3 separate regions of the Gasterosteus aculeatus genome follow, and all the other regions are linked to region 1. Evidence: chromatin contacts called from public Hi-C data. All regions are on one chromosome and are shown on one strand. The core of a region is the stretch at or near the end of the contact, and the rest is flanking DNA. Distances in the headings are between cores, read along the strand shown.

Region 1 (2,937 bases), core at 127-2,626:
CTGCAGGACGATCACTCGAGTAGCATCCTTCACCAGTTACAGAGCGAAATAAAATCAATATACGGGACGCCTTAACGGGAAGTGAGATGTTTGTAAATCATATCATCGGGTGACTTCAAAATGTGACCCGTCTTGCTCGGTACCTTTAGGTGCTCGGCGCTTCTTGGCTTCAGTGGAAACCGGGAGCTGAAAATGATTAAATAAAACGAATGAGTAACAATTCATATCTTAATAAAATAGAATTTATACCATATTTCATATAGTGTCACTCATGAACAGCAGGTATGATAGATTTAGGCCGCCGAGAAATATGTTTTAAAGATGTTTTAGTTCATGAAAGGTTGAGGGAGACAAAAAGTCGGAAAAAAACCACAAACTAAAATAGAACATAAACATTTGAATAGGTCTTATGAACTATAAACTAAATATGACTGTACAGTGATGAAAAACATGCCAATGCTGCTGTTAATACTGACATTTCATAAAAATAAGTTCTCACATCCATCACATATATTTTCATGCTTACCCTTTAATGCTTTTAATCATTTTGAATGCAGGACTACATTGTAGTTCTACTTTTGAGTATACAAGTACTTTTTCCACCTCCGACGATGAGTAAACTTGGAATAAATTGAAAGAATGGTGTCAATCTGCATTTATTGAAGTTATTACTTCAGCTGGTTCACGTTGCCCGAGCAGATAGACGCGCATGCGCACTTTCAGTGCATCGCTTGAAGTCCTTTCCGCCCGATATTGGACCCACTCGAGTGCAGCGCCGCCGCTGACTTTCAGTTCATCACCAGCTAAGCTCTTCTTGTCACGACTTCCCGAAACGCGGCGCGTTATGGCCACAACGCGACGGGCACCTAAAAGCGAAGCGCCGGCTCCGTTTGGTGCGGAGCTGGACGGTAACAGCGTTACGTCACCTTCACTTTTAAGTTGACGGTGCGAAGCTCACGAGGCGCTGACTTCGCCCTGTGACGTTAACGTTGCCTACGCACTTCTGCTGCGATCACCTGGCTGCAGGTAGCCGGAGCCCCGCGTAGCTCTCGGGGGTGCAGCTAGCCTGCCCCGTGGGTGGCTGCGATTAAAGGCGGAATGCCGTTAGCTGCGGCTTAAGTCAGTTTAGCCCCGACTTGGAATCCGTCGGCCGGGAGCAGCTTGACATTGAAACGACGCGCGTTATTACGGAGGTTACGCTGAACAATCAAACCCCGTTACGCTAACAAGAGTGACCCGTCACCGCGTTTACCCGAGAAAACGCTAGCTTGCCCTCGGTAACGCACTCACCGCCGCGGAGACCTCCTCGTCCGCCATCTTGGGATGATCCACAGCGGAAGCCGTTGCCATGGATACGTGAGCGTTCACTCCGCGTGTCACCAGGCGACCATTGGGAAGCTTTAGTTGTATTTATACACAAATTAATGAACGACATATTCTTTAAATCGGGTACTCGTGGATGTTCTTAAAAGAGCGTAAAGGGAAAAATAATTACTGTTCACAAGAACAAAATTAACATTTCACACGTTTGGTCAAATCATTACTGTTAACCTGTATTTGTTGATTAGCCGTATCTCAGTGTTTTAGGTCATTTCCTAGTCCACATATCGCCTGAGATTTAACGTTCAGTTTCTATATACGTAAAAATGACATTTTATTCCATGTTAGGAAACCATTTTCATTTTTGCAAATACCCCGCCAGTAATTTACATTTTAAATTAGTCACCAATATGTACAACACACCATGATGGTCGAAAGGTTCCCTCAACAATAAACTAATTTCCCCATCAAGACAAACAAAGTTGGACAACACATTGAGCCTTGTGCTTAAATCCACACACAGGATTTGTTGTGCTCCATCTGCTTAAAGGCAGAGGTTACACCTAAACAATATGATTCAGTAACAGTAACGACATATCAGAATTCTTCAACTTATAAGATGTATATTCACAAGTAAAAATGTAAATACCCAACAAGTAGGTAGAACGCGGCGCAGAAATACAAAGTATGTGTCTATTTAGTAACAGGAGACATTGGTCTGAAGTATAATTAATAGATAATATCCAGACAAATGTGTTCGTTCTGCTCGTTAATACACTTTTAAGTACTGCACATACATCTACATTCTATACTATGTCAGTAACCTAACATTATCAAACCTGCACCCTGTGTTTCATTTTATTCGCAGCAAAACTCCACATTGATTTTATATCTATCTATATAGATATATATATAAACACAAGTCTTCGGAAATCAACATGATGAATTAAAATGTTCCATCCCATTTAAACAGTGTCTTCATTTGCCCTGAGAGGACATTGGTCACACTTCATCAGTGAAGCGATGAAAAGAGTAGAAAAGAAACCCTTCATCCCGTCCCCTTCATTAATCATCATCCTATACAGTTTTGTACACATCAAAAAACACTAAATCAGAGTAGAACTCTAACAGCAGGATGGATGCGTCTCGTTTCACGGATCCAGTACAGTGGTGTATAAAGTGGACTGAATGCGTTTAAAGTTGTTCATCAGGCGGAATGACATAAACGCTGCCGCTCTACATTCCGCTGTAATGACACAAACATATATTCATACATTAAGTGGATCCATCATTCAGTGATGGAGAAACATTCTCATGTCAAGTGAGCTGTTAAACTAATCCCAACTCCTCCCAGTGTTTATTTATGATGCGCCTGTAGGTTAGATATGAAAATCCAAGTGCTCCCCCTCCCGCGCATTTTCCAGTGAAGGGATTTAAATAGACGTACTTTATCACTAAACTCCAGCCCTGTTCAGTGGTGTCCCGTGCATCTTTAGTCGACCACGTTAAATGTATTCCAGTGACTTGCCAATTAACTTCCGTCACACCCGCCGCCTCCTTCTTCGCCCCGTTTGATTCAACTCCAGTTTTCTGTCTCCTTCCGAAAATTTCCCAGAA
Region 2 (2,763 bases), core at 182-2,681, 140 kb before region 1:
TTTGTGTAGATGTTGCGTGTGCGCTCTGTGCATTTGCACAGATAGTTATGCACTCATTTGCATCCTGAGCTCTCGCACTGGCAAGTAAAAGCCTTTTCATGTATTCGGCCACTTGTGAAAATAAGAGACAAAAAAATGCCCCCAAACACTGAGGAGATATTGTAGAAAAACCTCCCGGCTTCCTAAATCTAATTCTCAGACACTCAGTAAATCCTCTCAAGAGCCACTTTAAAAAAAAAAAAGAAAAAAAAAAGTAAAAAGAGTTTGGAATGAAATATTTTGTTGATACTTGCAGAGGTAATCCTTGGAGGAAGGAAGTTTGCTTTTAATTATTTACCACTTTAACTGCTTTAATAAGATATTTGCAGCGTCGTCAGAGACCCGCATACGAGTACTCTTGTGTAGTAGTATCGTGTGTGTGGGTGTGTGTGTACGGCAGTACTACCGTCCAGTGCGAGGAGTACCTGCTGGTTCCCTCCTGGCTGTAGAAAACAGAGAAGGTCAACTCGTCTCCGTGGGGCTCGGCTGGCGGGCGCCACGTCAGCTTGATGAAACGGGTGGAAACCAGGGAGGCCACGACGTCGCGGGGGGGCGAGGGGGCGGGCCCCGCCGGACGGGCTGCCCCTCTGGAGCCTGGCGTTACATGGTCAGCAGTGTTAGGAGTCAGTGAGGGGGGAGGAAAAGAGGGCAGGGCTACATCTTTGGGTCGGAAGGGGGGGGGGGGGGGAGGGAGAGAGAGGGATGGCGAGGTGGGTGCAGCGAGAGGGAGGGGGGGGGTGCAGGAGACAGTGGCAGCATAGGACATCCACAGGGGGGGGGGGGGATGGAGGAGGTGAAATGGAAATGACAGTGAAACGGAAGAAAGGAAGGAAACAAAAAAAAGAAGAAAAAACAAAATAACAACAACGTAACGAAAAAAGCCTTTTAACGTGACGAGGAACCACAGAAATATAACACTTGTACTACACGATTAGAAGCACAATACGAGGGGACTACACATGCAGATCTACACACAGCGCTCTGATGTAGACGGTGGCGGAACAGATTTCATTTCACAGACGGCCCTCCCAGCAATCATTTTTAATTACAAATGATTGACGCTTTTACTCTAAAACAAGACGGAGGGAGACTTTGTGCACACCAGAAACCGTGTTTGCGGAATTCAATTGCTTTTCATTCGCCAAAGACAAAAACATTCCTACGTTTAAAACTAAAGTAAAAAACACACAGAAGCAGGAGATGCTTTCCGTTTTCCTTTTTTGTTACTTTCGGCCGTCACATTCCTTCGGCTCAACCACAGAAATGTCTGTGACTTCACTCGGCGGTTGCTGCTTCTTTTTTCAGTCTTCTTCGGTGGAACGAACCGAGCGAGAGCTGCTCTCCACAAAACCACAGCGTCAGTCCGCGTGTCCGCGTGTCCGTGGGCGGGTCACGTGAGCCGACTGGAGGGCAAAGGGACGACGCGGCGCAGTGTGCAAACGGTGTGTTATTGCTGGAGGGAATTGTTGTGAAATACAAAGCAGCTGCTGGCATGCGCATCTGTCCGTCTTGGCGTGCGGGACGACCGCGAAGCTGGCTTTAATATTTGTTTACATATCAAATTCCCCAGTTCATTGACTTTTGTGGCTGCAGGGATTTTCTGTTATTCGGTCTGCTCGTCTCCCACTGGGATCAACATGCATCTGCACACACTTTGTAGCTTCAAACGAAAGCCGCAGTGCTATCGTGTGTGTGTGTGTGTGTGCGTGCGCACCAAATACACTCAGCCTTTGTATTGGAAAGTTGTGTTTGCTCTTGGATTTGAAATGAAACAATGATTTATGAGGTTAAAGTGCTGATTGCAATCGTTCATTTCGGATTATTTGACACCAATTTTTAAAAAAAAAAGAAGGAAAAATCAATTCATCACACGCAGGGTGCGGCGGCTGAAGTCGATTTCTGGGTCTGAAGCTGGAGCTCTGAGATTAGCAGATACTCGATGTCTTCACTCCCGGCTCACTTTGCTGTTCTTTTTGCCTTCAGTCTGGTCAACAGCAAATAAGACTGCGATGGATTGCGGTCCGGTGACTGATGAGTCTGCCGCGTCGTCCGCGTAATGTTTAAATGGGGACTGAAATCCCCGCCTCCACCAAGCTGGATGTCAACAACCTCCAACAGCCTCTAGGCTGGAAGTCAACACTTCGACCTCAACGCCTTCATTTCAAAGCCAATTTACTAAAAACGGAGGGAAACAAATCGTCATCCTAAAGCTCTCTGACTGCAGCGTAAATGACCGATACAAAAGACAGAAAAGCACAAGGCTGTGGTGTCTCTCTCACACACACACACACACACACACACACACACACACACACACAGCAAAGGGATTGCCACTTAACCACGAGCAGGCTCACCCATCGTCATTGGATAAAACCGACACAAGGGGAAGATTTATGAATTTCAGACAACTCCTCCCTTCCTTTGAATAAGGAAACCTTTGACCTTTTTGGTAAAATTGTGAACTTATTGATCTGTGAAGCAGAGTTTCCCCACAAAGAATCACCCAAAAGCGCCACTACATTACAGATGTGTTCATAGTTTTTTTTTTGGGAAATAAGTTAGTTTGCATAAAGAATTATTAAAAAGGACCAAACAAATGGGGCTTCCACCCGTCGTAGATTAGTTGACTAATTTCAGTAATCCCCAAGCAGATTGGTAAGAGTCCAATCCACATGGAACTGCCTGCTGATTTAAAGTTGAGGCTCCATACGAGTTCTGCAAAAG
Region 3 (2,768 bases), core at 226-2,725, 160 kb before region 1:
ATAAAAGGTCGAAATAAACCCTTAACGTGAGCATTTAAGACAAAAAAACCCGGCTCAATTTGTGCTCAAACTTCGGCCAACTATATGAATTACAGCAGTTTTTTTGGGGGGGGGGGGGGGGGGGGTGTTGTTTCGTACACAAAGCCTGACCCGATTCCTCGCCTCCCTCCGTCAGGTAGTGTTAGCTCGGCTGCCATGGATGCAGGTCAGACCTGATAAAGAGGCTCCCGCCTCGATCACTTCGTTCGGAAGTAACCCGCGCCCCCCCCACAATAAAAAAGGCAAACGAGCCGTTAACACACATTATTGACGAAGATGTCCTCGCCCTCGTCACGGTCTCCATCTGCCATGTCACAGACTCCCGGTTCCTCCGTGTCAGGGAAAGGAGGAGGAATTCGATCCGAGCTGGCCGCCATATTCCGTGTTGTGAGAGGCGGTGACGTAGGCGGAAGTTGAAGGCGCGAGGGAAAGGGCTGCAGCGACCCCTGCTGGTGGCCCACCGGCACGACACGCTGACGCCAGAATTTGTACACTTCTAAGAAATATATTTCTCTGGTATTTAAATCTGCACATGCTTGTCCACAAATATAGCTACGAGACTACAATTATATTACTTATAACGAGAGGGAGTTCTTTAAAACTGAATATAAATGGAATTGATGAAAGTTTCACTTTTGGTGGTTCACGTTGTGGTTTTATTTAATTTTTCCATTTACTCTGCTACCATCTTTGTTTTATCTGGTCTGTTTTAACATCAGCTTTAATATTTTTTCTGATAGGAAATCGGACAACACTTGTTTTGTTCGATTTCCTATCTGTAAAGTTTGACTCTCCATGGTTTTGATCAACATTTTCAGATTCTGCAAATCAGAAGAATTTCTGTGCATAGCTCATAGCTCCTCGAATGTGAAAACTGCTATTCTCTGGACTCAAAGCTCTAACAGAACTGCAAGTTTAGAGTATATTTTTTTTAATGTCAGAAGGCAAGAACACAATATTTCAATTAAATCAGCTCAATTAAATTCAATTAAATCAGTTTTTCTTCAACTTACCTGAAGGGACCAAATATCTCTAAATGCAGTCAAAATGGTAGTAATGAGGATGTATGATGTCAAAAACGTAATTGCTTCATCAATATTTTTCAGTGTAATGACGCGTGGCCATCTCGTAATCATTCACCTTTTCATTTCTCAACAAAGAGCCTGCAATAATTTGGTTTTGAAGACAAAAGAGCTACGAATCTGGTAAAAAAAAAAAGTTGCTGCGGTAGAGAGACGTACAAAAAGGAAGTCAACCCTAAAGGCTTTAATTCTTTCACTATGTCGCAAAAAAGCTCTGAAACTACAACCGTACCATAAAATATAAGTACTACTTGAGAAATACTGCTTGGTTAAATTCCACCACAGCTCGTATGTATACCTGACGGGCATTGTGATCATGTTGGATGAAAATAAGACAGACGGACACATTTACTTTGTTAGTATTCATAATAGTTTGTATACACAATGTATAGGAGCACCAATAAAAAAAACATTTTTTTTTTTTTCAAAACTTTTTCTTCAACATTTTTTTAAAAAGCCACAGATTTGTTTTCTACAGAAAGCAGAGAAAGCTCTGTACATGAACAAGCAACAACATAATTCCTCATCATGAGCTGCAAAATAAACAACTCGCTGCTCAAATTCCTTTCTGAAGCAAAAAAAAAAAAAAAGAATAAACCTAAAAAAACAAGACCAGCTGCCTGCTGCTTACCTAGGACACTACGTTACACAAACAGCGTTTGATATTTAAAACACAAGATATGTAAGAAATGTACTTTTCAAAAATTGTGAAAAAGTGCAATACAGGTTCAACTGTTTACAACTCAATAGATTATTTTCGCAAATGGAGTCCGGTTCTTTCCCCCCCCCTTTGTTTTCAATCACGTCTTCTCCAAAACTTGTTCGTTTGTATCCGTAGTTAAAATCTCGTACAGTTATATTGACATTCATGACGATGTACATTGATGAGAAACATGGTATTCACAAAAGTAGAGCAAATTACTATGATTGCAAATGACAAATTTCTTTGGGTAAGAGGGTAATAAAAACGAGCTTCTTGGATGAACTTTTTTTTTTTTTCCTTTTTTAAATCGGATGTGTGTAGAGATTCATGTTTTTTTTTTCTTGATACAAAAACTAGCATGTAAAAAAAAAAAAAAAAAAAAGAAAATCGGGGAGTCCCATTTAAACGGCCATCTTTTGTAAAAGAACCAGGGCATGAACGGAATGGGAAAAAAGGAAAAGGAGACACCCGCCGCTGTGAGAGCGCGTTGCTCCGCGGGACGCACGCCTGAAACCAAATATTGGTTTTTGGAAACGACACAAATATTCGACCAAACTTCTCGTATAAAAGATAACTCGTCTGCTGCAGGCGATTGATCGATTGACTGACTGCCACGCGAGTTATTCTCTGTTCAGGAGGGGTGTGCAGAGGGGGGGGGGGAGTCAGCGCCCTGAGTCCTTTAGGTACCCCCGACCTGTGAGGAGATACTGTCAAGTCCCACAGGACTGCAGAGAAGCATGTTGCCACGTTTCCTGCATACAAACACGTTGGTGAGGCTTTTCGAACTCGAGCTCCCACGACTAACAAAAGACGGAGAAAGACGACTCTTTAAACGTACAAAAGGGGGCCAACACAGTAAACTGTAAAACACATCAGGCTTCTCTCCCCTTTTCTGATATGAAAACTGAGCTGCAGGACTCGCTTGTAGTCCCACTTTCATCCCA

The links. A called contact is a pair of places that touch in the nucleus more often than the background predicts.
Region 2: a contact with region 1 is called in a Hi-C map of skeletal muscle, with 5 times the contacts expected there. The contact joins the enhancer-like site here to the promoter of bbs4 in region 1. A contact is called at or near these places in 2 of 6 Hi-C or Micro-C datasets (both in skeletal muscle).
Region 3: a contact with region 1 is called in a Hi-C map of tail fin, with 3 times the contacts expected there. The contact joins the promoter of snx1b here to the promoter of bbs4 in region 1. A contact is called at or near these places in 2 of 6 Hi-C or Micro-C datasets (tail fin and whole body).

The regions. Positions count from the first base shown.
Region 1 is chr12:21,031,197-21,034,133 of fGasAcu3.hap1.1, reverse strand. bbs4 (Bardet-Biedl syndrome 4) reads right to left here and starts at 1,376. Exons shown (of 16, transcript XM_040169421.2): 1 at 1,291-1,376; 2 at 144-186. The coding sequence starts at 1,350. It overlaps scamp2l (secretory carrier membrane protein 2, like), which reads right to left. Exons shown (of 9, transcript XM_040169422.2): 9 at 1,668-2,937.
Region 2 is chr12:21,168,754-21,171,516 of fGasAcu3.hap1.1, reverse strand. neo1a (neogenin 1a) reads right to left here. Exons shown (of 29, transcript XM_078085704.1): 9 at 465-699. Among protein-coding and RNA genes, the nearest start is that of snx1b, 23 kb to the left of the region's middle. Within about 2 kb of position 1,431, at least 3 of the 9 cell types and tissues checked have open chromatin away from gene starts, as enhancers often do.
Region 3 is chr12:21,192,312-21,195,079 of fGasAcu3.hap1.1, reverse strand. It overlaps snx1b (sorting nexin 1b), which reads right to left and starts at 1,475. Exons shown (of 15, transcript XM_040201029.2): 1 at 303-1,475. The coding sequence starts at 416. It overlaps neo1a (neogenin 1a), which reads right to left. Exons shown (of 29, transcript XM_078085704.1): 29 at 1,469-2,768.